Linked DNA regions of Sander lucioperca: region 2 is linked to region 1. A link is a contact called in public Hi-C data. All regions are on one chromosome and are shown on one strand. The core of a region is the stretch at or near the end of the contact, and the rest is flanking DNA. Distances in the headings are between cores, read along the strand shown.

Region 1 (5,723 bases), core at 756-3,255:
CGGTGCGTAAAGCTCTCTGGGTGTCTGCTGCGGGCTGGATGTCCCTTCATATGTCGGATTTAGCTGTGCAGCATTACTTGGTGGATCAGGTCAGTAACCTCTCTCTCCCTTATAGAAGCTCAGGCGCTGCTTCAGTTTGTCCATATAGCCCGCGCTGCTCAATGGAGCCTTTGTGGGAGGTTGAGACTTGTGATTAATTCTGCCAGTCTGGTGAAATATTTACCTCAGGTCTGTATATGTCAGCTGCACTTCTATATGGACCAGAAACCTTAGAAACTGTGTTCCAGAGACAGTCTGGAAATGATGCAATGGCAGTTTAGGTAATTATGTTCAATATTACATTGTATTGCACAATAATACGATTATACTACTATGGGAAAAAACGATATCATAATAATCATAATAATCATAAAATAATTTAGAAAGTGTCAATTCAATCAATTTAATTTAATTTCAATTCAACAATCTGTGGAACTACAAGAAACTAAAAGACACAATAATTCCTGGCTTTCCTTCATGGAGACAGACTGTGTGTGTGTGTGTGTGTGTGTGTGTGTGTGTGTGTGTGTGTGTGTGTGTGTGTGTGTGTGTGTGTGTGTGTGTGTGTGTGTGTGTGTGTGTGCTGAGATGAAGGACTTTTCCTAACATTGTGGAAGGATCCAGGAATTGAATGAAGAGATAGTCCATTTAAAGCAGTTGAATGCCATGACAACTAGGAACAACCTCAGATTTATTCCAAACAGTTAGAAAGCATTGTGCACGGGGCGTCAATCATCTATTATTTCGCCCCTGAAATAAATGCAAAAACTGCGACCGGACAAAAGCTTCCAACAGGAGCCGGACATTTGTCTACATTTCCCCCATTGTCTGCAGCTTAGCAATCGGTTTGTATTTGTGTTTGCCCGGGTCCGACCACCCAGGATGCGCAGAGGACTTGCTAAAAAACGTGAAACATTGTCACCCACATCACATACTGGATAGGAGGCAGAGGGAGGAGAACGAAAGGGAAAGTCTTGAAGGGGAGGAAAATAAAGTAACCAACAATGGTACTCGGATTTCCACAGAAAAAGCAAGATGGAGCACTTTAGAGGGGGCTCTACACACGCAGAAAACAAATATTAGGATGCGCTGCCAGGATGAAGCTGAGGAGATTAATTGAGGGAAAATGCAAACGATTTTTAAATTTGTAATAGTGTAATTGCATTATAAAGTATGCAGAAATATGTATACATAAACTGAGAAAACACTGATGTAGGCCTATTGCTTTTTTATGCTATATAGGTTATCACCATTATCATTATTATTATTATTTTATCATTATTAATAATATTATTTCTGTTATTTTTATTAAAGGTATAATCATTACAGGTATTGTTATTGTTGGCTTTATAGTCTTCATTATCAGTGTCCCATTTGGATAGGCCTACAGTCTTAAATACTTGCTTAGCGCTTTCAAACAAACAGTCCTGCTTCAGTTTCAACACAGCCTCTTGTCCTTAAGCCCTGGCAAAAATATTGACACAAAAGGTTTACATAAATTATCCCCGAATATTTGAACAATAGCCGCTCATCCTCGTGGTTCCCATCGCTAAAAAAAAATAAAAAATACCCCAAAATGCAGTTTTTTTTATGTATGAATATATTGTTGAGGAAAGTAAAAGGCAAAAGCTTCAGTGGGAGCAATTTGTTTAAACGGGATTTTTAAGTATTGTGAGTATGAAGCTACTTGGAGGTTCTTTGTATGTAAATATGGTGTAAAAAAGGCCCTCCCAGTCTTTGTAATTAATTGACACGTTATACCACTCATCATGCTCTGAAGCACCAATGGTAGAGGCTCGGATCTCCCCAAAACCCACAATTTCACATCTGCAAACACTGTCTTCATCCACTTGACTCCTAAGACCCGCCCACACGTGGCCAACCTTTCGCGTGTTTTAATGCTTTTACACTGCAGGTTCATGTGTTGAGACCAACCTTATATGGACTGATCGGACAAGGTAATGGCTTATTTCCCTCTAGCATCCAGCAGTAGCACAGTATCCATGAGCCACATATAGCACTTCAGCCACTTTGGCATTCTTCCTGGACTTACAGACACTGAATCCACTGCTACTTGCTTAGGTAATGGTTATCCACAGTGGCTGCTTTGACTGTACTTCAGCGTAGAGCGACTCTTACTCGTCCTATTTTTCCTGAAACATCGCCTCTGCTTTTTTCTTCCTAAACAGCGGATTGTCCGAAAAGCTGGTGCAGCAACTTTTCCCTGCATATTTCCCCCCACCAGAATATGTCGTTGACCAACACAAAGACGGGCTTTTCTGTAAAGGACATTTTGGACCTTCCTGACACAAATGACGAAGAAGGATCTATCACCGGAGCGGAGGAAGACACGGAGGGATCGGAGACCACGTCCACGACAAAAAACACTGGAGTTTTGGTGCAAAGTCCTCTAGAAAACGTTCCTAATCTGCCTTTAAAGAACCCCTTTTATGACAGTAGTGACAATCCTTACACACGATGGCTTGCTACTACGGACAGTATTCAATATTCATGTAAGTAGAGTCTAAGAACCCTTCTTGATCTTGTTGATAATGACTTCTGTGATATTTATAAGCTATGCGGTTACATTAAGCCATAATTGATGGCATGCAGACTCCTATTCCATCCGAACGATGCCCCTGGGTGGCGTGCAGCATTCATTTTTATGCACCGTGCACTGCTGCGCTCGTTTTGAGGCGTTTACAGCTCAACAAATGCATGCAGTGTTTAGGCTCAACGCACTTTGCATTGTAAGAATGTGATCGATAAAGCACCGTGGAAAAACAAGGAGGTTGTAAGTTATTCGGAGTATAAGCACGGTGTGAAATATAAGACTGCATTATGTGGGGATTTACAGGCAGACAATGCATCTTTTAATGCTTCACTGACTCGTTCTGCTTGTGGAGATTTGGGCTGAAGATTTTTCCACTTTAAGAATTACACTAACGAGTTCAAATTAGCCAAAATGTCCCGGTGTTTTATTATTTAGCCATTTTTATGTCTTAAAAAATGTTATCTGTGTAATCCTGTTTTGACAAGTGCTCGATCAGGTTATTTTTCTTGTTACGCAGCAGCACCATTATTTGCCAATGCACCCAAAGTTTTGATTGCTGAATAGATGGCTTGTGCTTATGATAAATGTCTCTGGGAACTTTACAACATAACATTTTGACAGTGTTTCTCCCGTTTCTTGCCGCAGTGCACGGTCTATCCGCCAGCTCTCAGGACTCGGCCAAGTCCCCGGAGCCGTCTGCGGACGATGAATCGCCGGACAACGACAAGGAAACTTCCAGCAGCGGCGGCAGCGACTCCGGCAAGAAACGGAAAAGGAGGGTGTTGTTTTCCAAGGCGCAAACCTACGAGCTGGAGCGTCGCTTCAGGCAGCAGAGGTACCTGTCCGCCCCGGAGAGGGAGCACCTGGCCAGCCTGATTCGCCTCACCCCGACCCAGGTGAAGATCTGGTTCCAGAACCACCGGTATAAGATGAAGAGAGCCCGGGCCGAGAAAGGTATGGAAGTGACCCATCTCCCTTCTCCCAGGCGGGTGGCCGTGCCCGTCTTAGTCAGGGATGGAAAGCCTTGTCACACTCTTAAAGCTCAGGACTTGGCGGCCACTTTTCAGGCCGGGATCCCCTTCTCGGCTTATAGTGCCCAGTCACTCCAACACATGCAGTATAACGCGCAGTACAGCGCCGCGGCCACGCCACAGTTCCCAGCACATCACTTGGTGCAAACGCAACAGTGGACTTGGTGAGAGAAATTATAGAGACTTGGCTTGGAGGCACGGTAGGGAGTTTCACCACAAAGCAAAGAAAAAAAATAAAACGCAAAAAACAAAAGACTTTTCATTTTTGCAGCTTGACTCATATATATATACTACCATTTTTATTCGGGGCTCATGTGTGCGCCGTGTTTACATGTTTTCGTTAAGAGAACTGGGTCCGAACCTCTCCCTTATAGATTTTATTGAGAATGTCAATGCTCTTCTTGTGAATTTTTTTGTAAAGTATGTTGTGTGTTGGTTGTAGAGATGTTTTTCTCTTTTTTTTTTCTTTTGTCCCTTCGTGTTATTATCAGCACGTACGAACCACTTTATAATTATAGAAATTTTAATTTCTTGCTTCTTTTATGGACCGAAAAAATATTTATGGCCATGAATAAACACTGGCAACTTTGCAGCTATTTTCCTTTTGTTTTTATTTCCTGTAAATATTTTGTGGCAAATGTTTGCAACCTAGAGAGCTTTAGGGAGCTTGAAGCTGAAGATTGGCCTCTATATATTTACACATTTTAAAAACAACGGGGGAGTGATTTTTGGCAAAACGTTGTGACTACACATATGTAAATAACAGTGTAGCCGCGCGATGTTGGCTAAATATCCCACATTTTTTATAAGGATTTTAAAATAAAATGCTGTGTTTTTGAAAAGAGGGTTTGGTTTATATAAGTGTCCATATTCGATTTGATCATCTCTGAAAAGACATCTAAACATCACAATGAAAGGCGAGGAGCTAAACACTATATTGTGGGACAGAATGGAGCTTGACTCTGGGAATAAATCTCTAGCGCACTTCAGTTCTTTCTTTTTAGGCAAATTTAATCCGGAGAATATTTTTTCCCAATCCGAACACCTCACTAATAAAGAGCCTAAAGTCACTTGTGAAATGGGACTAAAATCCACTCACTTAGTATAAGAGGGCTTCTTCACATAAGAAGCCTTTGAGTCAAAAGCTCTCCTTTTTGTCAGCATTCCCACTCCCGGCCTTGGGCGTAAAGTGGCAGACTGTGGGGGGAAAATCGTTTTAATGCAATAAATGTTTTGTTATCTTGTTAAGCGCTAAACTGCAAATAGAGCAGGAATAATCAATGAGTCACCAGTCTTCTTTGTTTAACCACGGCCAACGGTCAACTAAAATACGCACGGCTTAGAGGGGCTTTAACCGCCTAATAAAGTTACTTTTCATATGATCATATAACGTGTTAGCAATGACATTCCACGTTCAACTATACTTTACTCTAATAGTCACCATCTTCTTTAAAGTGAAACCAAAACAAGCACAAATGGCTCCCCAGTGACCCGTAGCGCACTGCGGATTATCAGATCCAGTCAATATCTTGGGTAAATATGATAACCTAGTAGAAAAATCTATGCATCATGTTTGTCCCGGGACAAAAATCCCACAACAGATGTTAGAGTCGCCCCTATCATCACTGAACAAACAGCCAAATTGGGCAGATTTGCTAATTATTTACAGAATTGAGTCTCAAGGGGCTACTGCTTTTGTGGGCGACGCAGACTCAATTTGTCCCGGACAGAGAGGTTTTGTGTTTCAACACTGGTTGAGCGTGTAGGTCAAATAAATCAGCAGTTTGCTTATATTTTTTCGTTTTTTATGTATTTGTGGATAAACAAGAAATTACGTGTTGCTTATATCGTGCCAATCATCGCCTATAGCAATATGAAGTATGAGGAGAAATACGATATGATATGGGAATTATGAAGTATATTGCCAGAGGTGGTGATGAAGGACTGGCTGTGATTGGATTGTTGTGGTTGATATTCTGGCTTCTTAAAAAAAAAAAAAAAAAAAAAAAAAAGGAACAAATGGGATTGAAGACTAATATTTAAAACCTCATAGAAAAATGTAGACCTTTGTGTGGCTCTTTGCCTCCAGATTTTGCCTC
Region 2 (5,795 bases), core at 149-2,648, 150 kb after region 1:
AGCACCTTCATCACATGGGATGTGAGAGCAACTGGGGCGGTAGTCCTTGAGGCCAGATGGAGTCGACTTCTTGGGGACTGGGACAAGGCAGGACGTCTTCCACAGCAGCGGCACCCTCTGCAGGCTCAGGCTCAGGTTGAAGAGATACCGGAGAACACCAGACAGGTGACTGGCGCAGGTCTTCAGGACCCTGGGGCTGATGCTGTCCGGCCCGGCAGCCTTGCGCTGGTGAAGCCTCTCCAGCTGTCTCCTCACCTGGCCAGGTGTGAATGAAAAGCAGATAATGTATTAATCACAAACATTGAAGCCACTACACTGTGGTTATCCAGTTTCTTTTCAATATCAGACATGTGGCCTATGCTAAATGTGTCCTTGCTGCAGTGCATACATTTAAATACAACACTGTTCTACTCTTGAAGTGTGTTAAAACATGCATTATAATTTACCTTTTCTTGAAGACCTTGGAGAAGGTGAAAAAGTCTAGATTGTAAATGTTTAGTTAATTAAACAATAAGTGAATTGACAGAAAATTAATAATTGACTACTGCTATAATTTACTTACTTTAATAGGCCTAATGATAATTTTTTAAGCACAAAAAATGCCCCAAAGTCACTGGTTCTAAAGATATTTATTTTTTTGACTGTTGGTCAGACAAAACAAGCAGTTTAGATATGACAACTTAGGCTTTGGGAAATTCTGATGGGCATTTTTACATTTTTTCCTGATATTTTAGGCTATATCAAAAAATAATCAAGAAAATAATTGCAGATTAAAATAGGCATTAAGAATATACTATTTAGTTGCAGAGTTATCCCAAACATACACACAATCTAATCTAAAACATGTTGGCTATTTCCATTAAAGAGATCCAACTTTACAACTCTTTCTTCTCCTTTCCATGCATTTATACCATAGACTGTATAAGTTATACAGTATATTGTTGTTCCCGGTGAATTGTGTTTAACTATTTTAAACACCAGAGGGCGTTTATGAGCTTTTGCAACAACTAGACCCCAGCCTCCATTTATAAAACCTCTATCGTAGGAGCGAAGGTAAAATCAATAAGTCCCTGAAGATAAGTGCTAGTCTTCAACCTAAAGTTTACTACAAGAAAGTAAGCTTGTCTTTCTCTCTTGTTTCAAGATGCAAAAGTGTGGGACTTGAACGAGACAAACCCCCTGTTGTCACGATGCATAGCTTGGCCTTAAACTACTTGGGCTTAAACTCAAAAATATGTAGGCCTAAGTAAAGTAAATTGAAAGTTGAAATGAGTCATTAAAATGCATGAAAACAGAAAATTGTATTTGCAATGAAAATGTATTAAAACCAACTGGAAGTGCAAGGTGAAACGGTTATAAACAAGGAGGCGTATTCATATAATGTGACCACTCCTCTCTGTCAGGCTGAGCTTCCGTGTTTACACACACACAAAAAAACAGGACACTAGTGGCCGTCAGACGAATGTTTACCGAGCAGACATAGAGTGGTGGTGAGGAAAGTGACAGTCACATTGGAGGCTTGGTGTATGGTGAAACACAGGTGATTTCAGCTTCCACGGTTGCATTTTACAGCGGAATGTTCACTCGAAGGGGGCATGGAGACGTCAAGAAATCTACACAGAAAGTTCTGGACCCAAAGAAGGATGTACTGACCCGGCTCAAACACCTCCGGTCACTGTTAGGTGAGTTAAATGTCACCAGGCTTTTGATGCTGCATCGCCGAGGCTTAGCTAGCCGAGCTAGCTAGCTGGCACCAGCCGACAGCTAACGTCAGACAAGGCGTCAGGTTAGCTGGCTGACTGTCACTGCGCTGACAAATGCAAGCTAACTGACCGGTACTAAAAATTCCCTCTAAAAACCACCTTTGCTATTTGAAGTGTTTGCCATCCACCACACGTTTTTATTGATTTTTTTTTACGTACTAATATCAGACAAGTCGCACTGTGAAAAGGCATGGATGCTAGCTAAAATGAGCTAGCTCCCCTTGCGGCTAACTAGCCAGCCAATGCTAACCGATGCTGCCTTGTCAGGGCATCAGTCGTAAAGAAGCAGTTGTCTAACGTTACCACAACCTTTGTTGTCTTTTAGCCCTGTGTCACCCTGGCTGTTTTAAAAACCCAGTAATTGCAACTCTCTGTCTCGACACATTACAAACAAGCCACAGTTTTAATACTTAATAGGTTGAAGTGATAATATAGCTTTCCTCTAGCTGGTTGCATTGTGAGCTGCTATCAAGTTATTCTATCCTTCTAGAGATATTTGATTTGAAAATTATGAAAAATGTAAACGTTACGAAAGTAAACAGGTGAAGTCCTTTTGTTTCTTTCATTAGACAAGGAAGTGCAGTATTTATGACCGTCATAAAACTGTTGTGTACCTGTTGTTCCAGCCCTGTCTTCCTTCACTATGATAATCGAAGGAATTGCTCTGTACTGTAGAAGCCTGACTTGTGCTGTACATCAGAGTTTTGTATTACATATAATGGAACCTATTTCCAATCCACTCTTATGGTTTCATTCATTGATCAACAATCACGATGGCTAAATAGTCCAAATCCACTTTGCAAAACATGTAGCTTAAGTTGAAGGCAAAGGGCATGCAAGTTAAATAGTTTATGTCCATTCTGTTTTGCTAAGTCTGCGTGTCTCAAAAACACATCTAAACAATACAGCAAGGTTTTTTTTTTTTTTTTTATAGTGTAACTTCAGGTGTATGGTAGGTATGCAGATATACGTTTTTCATTGCATATCACCTGAGTATTCATTCTGTTACAACCAAGATGACCTTCATACTACTGGGGACTGCACATAAAACGGGGTCAGTGAATACTTTAGGAAAGTGTGGAGAGGAAGAAAGCTGTCAGGAGGGAATTGTGAGCTATGGAGGAAAACTGCATTGGATTCATTATAAGTGCAACATACTGTATGATGTTCTTTCTCTACTGAATTTCAGTCAAAGTAGGTCACTTATGCTCTGTACCCGTAGAGTTTGTCTCTGGTAAGGATGAAGGTCTCTAACCATTGCAGTTTAATATGTAATCTAATCAACTCGTCATTACACAATAAAGTAGTATAGGTGAAGTTGATATTCTGATCATTATTACTGCTTTGTCTCTCTATTGATATGTTTTGATATTTGCCAAAATGCCATGGTTTACAGTATTTAAAAAAAGTAATATAACTTGATTCCTGAACCTTTTTAAGATATCTTGCTGTGACTGATTTTGATCAAATTTAACTTAAATTCATCAAGACATGAGAACTGTGAACCACATTAATATCGTCCAGATGATGGAAAATTAGGCACTTTCGGGCACAACTTCCCAGTGATTGTATGTCTGCAGTAGAAATCAGTGGAACGTGTCTGATGCATGCTTGCATCAGACAAGCATGCATCAGTCACAATGGTATGTTTGCTGTTTTATTGACTTCTTGCACAGTGTCACAACTGTGAAAGCCATTATCAGCTAAATAGTTTCAAGAAGCTTGAGCAAAAAACTGTTGGAAGTTAGATTGTTTTGCTATCATAGCACACCTTCAATGTCACGACTAGTACAACCAAAGTGGAGGCTGCGTGTCCTTTGTGTTTTTCTTTCCCTCATGTGCAGTTAAAGATAAGGCTGGTCTGTTTGTCCAGCAGCTGATAGAAGGGCCAACATGTTGATGTCCCCCAGCCTCCCTGATTTCACCGTGCTTTCAGCTAAGGAAGGACTTCCTACTGGTGCTGCTGCTTCCTGTGTGGACAGGAAGCAGTGATGAGAGATGTGCTGCTGTGGAGGACAGGACAGGGACTTGAGGGAATATAGCTGGCCTCATTTAATTGCTGACAGCAGTATTTTTGTAAATCATACTATTCATTATATTTGTAAGAGAAGCATTTCACCTCAGATGAAAAATAAGGCTGTCAGGCTTAATTCCCTCATATGGTGTTTGTAAAATGTCATCAACTCTGGTGTATTTAAGTAATATTAAACAAAACTGCCATAACCTGTGATGGCAGAGAATTTGCTTTATATGTCAGCCAAAATTTCTAGGGGGCTCTGAAATTCAAAGTTCAAGTGTCACACCAATATTTGTACAAAACTTGAGTTATTAGCAGCTTGTTGACCTTGTCGTAGACCCCCTTCAACTTCATTGTCCGTTAAGCTATACAAAAAAGCTAAAATGGTCAAATATGTTGTAAGTTGTGTCTCATTGTCTCTGTGGCTTTGTAGTACCAGGACCAGAAATCTGTTATAACCAGCTTTTTGAAACTAGTCGTAGTATCAGTGGTATTGGAGTTGAAAAGACAATCTGTGGTCTGGGCTATTTTCAGAGTGGCCCTGTATTGGTTTTCTGCTCACTGAGCAGATCTGTGGGATAGAGTGTGAAAGCTGCTGCATGTTAATTTGCTGGTCATGCCTGGCTGGATTTGGCTAAGGTTGTTAATTACAGGAGGCCAGCAAACCACCTGATCATGCACTGCTTCTCTCAACTGAGGCACAAACGACTGTTTCGTGTTTAAAGTCATTTTCAAGCTCGGTCTCAACTCATTCTGCATTTGTAGTTGCATGCAACTGCCCCAATTCCTCCAAGCCAGAAGTAGATGGTCAAAATGCTAGCAATAATGTAGAAAATATTTCACTAATTTGATTGTACACAGGAGTGTTTGTCTGCAGGAATATCCATTGATTTCAGAAGGAGATGTTGGTGCCAGGACAGCTGTAGACCAGTCAGTGCTGCTGGAGCTAGTAGTCATTCTGTATGCTTTGCTATAATGAGGGCTTGGACATGGGCCCAATGGTTGAAGCACAAGTAACTACATTACCCTATAAACTGAATTGTACAAGCTATATCCTAAGGAGCTTTTGTTTGTTTCCTTTTGTTCTCTTCAACTGCTGTAATCAATCTAAGCTTAAACCTGTTGGTGAACTGCATGCGAACAACAGTGAATGTGTGCAAGTGTTGTTAGTGATAACAGTCAGGTGTGTTTGTGAGTGCCTGCGTGTGAGTTTATAGCCAAAGGTAATGTTTTTAAAGGAAACCCTGCACTCATCTTGAGAAGAAGTTAAATAAAGTGTCTGTCATTACACCTTATTTTTCTCCATGTGCGTGCGCTAAGTGTTGCTGAGGTCAGGGTTAAGCGCTGAGATGAAATCACAAGGTGAAGCACCAGAGGAAACAATGAGCACAGGTTGCACAACACTGGAAGGGCTCTCAACAAGGTCCTCTGTGGGGCTGAAGTAAAGGCCACGATCACTCGACTTCTGATACTTCCCATTTTGTAAAACACTCAGGTTAGACTTGTGAATAATGTCAGCCTCTTATAATCTTTTATCCCACACTATGTATGCATGATGTCGACACTTAGTTTTTTTCCCCCAAGTGGTATATCTACCAGAGTAAGCAATAACAAATGTTTTGTTAACTTACTTTTATTAACTATTAAAGGTCTTGAGGTCTTTTTCTCTTATATCCTTACAGGTTATCACACACTAAAGTTAAACTAGTTTAAAGTTTCACTATGAAAATACATACAGGGCCTATACATTGTAGTGGATTAATGAAGCTTTTTGCACTGATAAGCACAAAAACAATCGACTCTTTTATGTCAAAGTGAAAATAAATCTGTACAAATTGATTTCAATTACATCATTGGCCAAAATATAAGACAACCCTGATTATATGACAAAGACACATCATTTGAAGCAGTATGAGACTTCCTTGCATAAGTAGAGGGGGAAAAAACATTATTATTTGGACATTTGTTAGTGACACTGTTAAAAGCTATGAAGACACGATTGTCTGCTGTTGCTG

Evidence for each region. A called contact is a pair of places that touch in the nucleus more often than the background predicts.
Region 2: a Hi-C map of liver shows a contact between it and region 1, with 3 times the contacts expected there. The contact joins the promoter of ralgapa2 here to the promoter of nkx2.2a in region 1. A contact is called at or near these places in 2 of 2 Hi-C or Micro-C datasets (liver and muscle).

What each region holds. Positions count from the first base shown.
Region 1 is chr18:16,603,555-16,609,277 of SLUC_FBN_1.2, forward strand. It overlaps nkx2.2a (homeobox protein Nkx-2.2a), which reads left to right and starts at 2,006. Exons shown (of 3, transcript XM_035994902.1): 1 at 2,006-2,552; 2 at 3,215-3,547. The coding sequence starts at 2,288.
Region 2 is chr18:16,757,460-16,763,254 of SLUC_FBN_1.2, forward strand. ralgapa2 (ral GTPase-activating protein subunit alpha-2) reads left to right here and starts at 1,399. Exons shown (of 41, transcript XM_035994939.1): 1 at 1,399-1,682. The coding sequence starts at 1,577.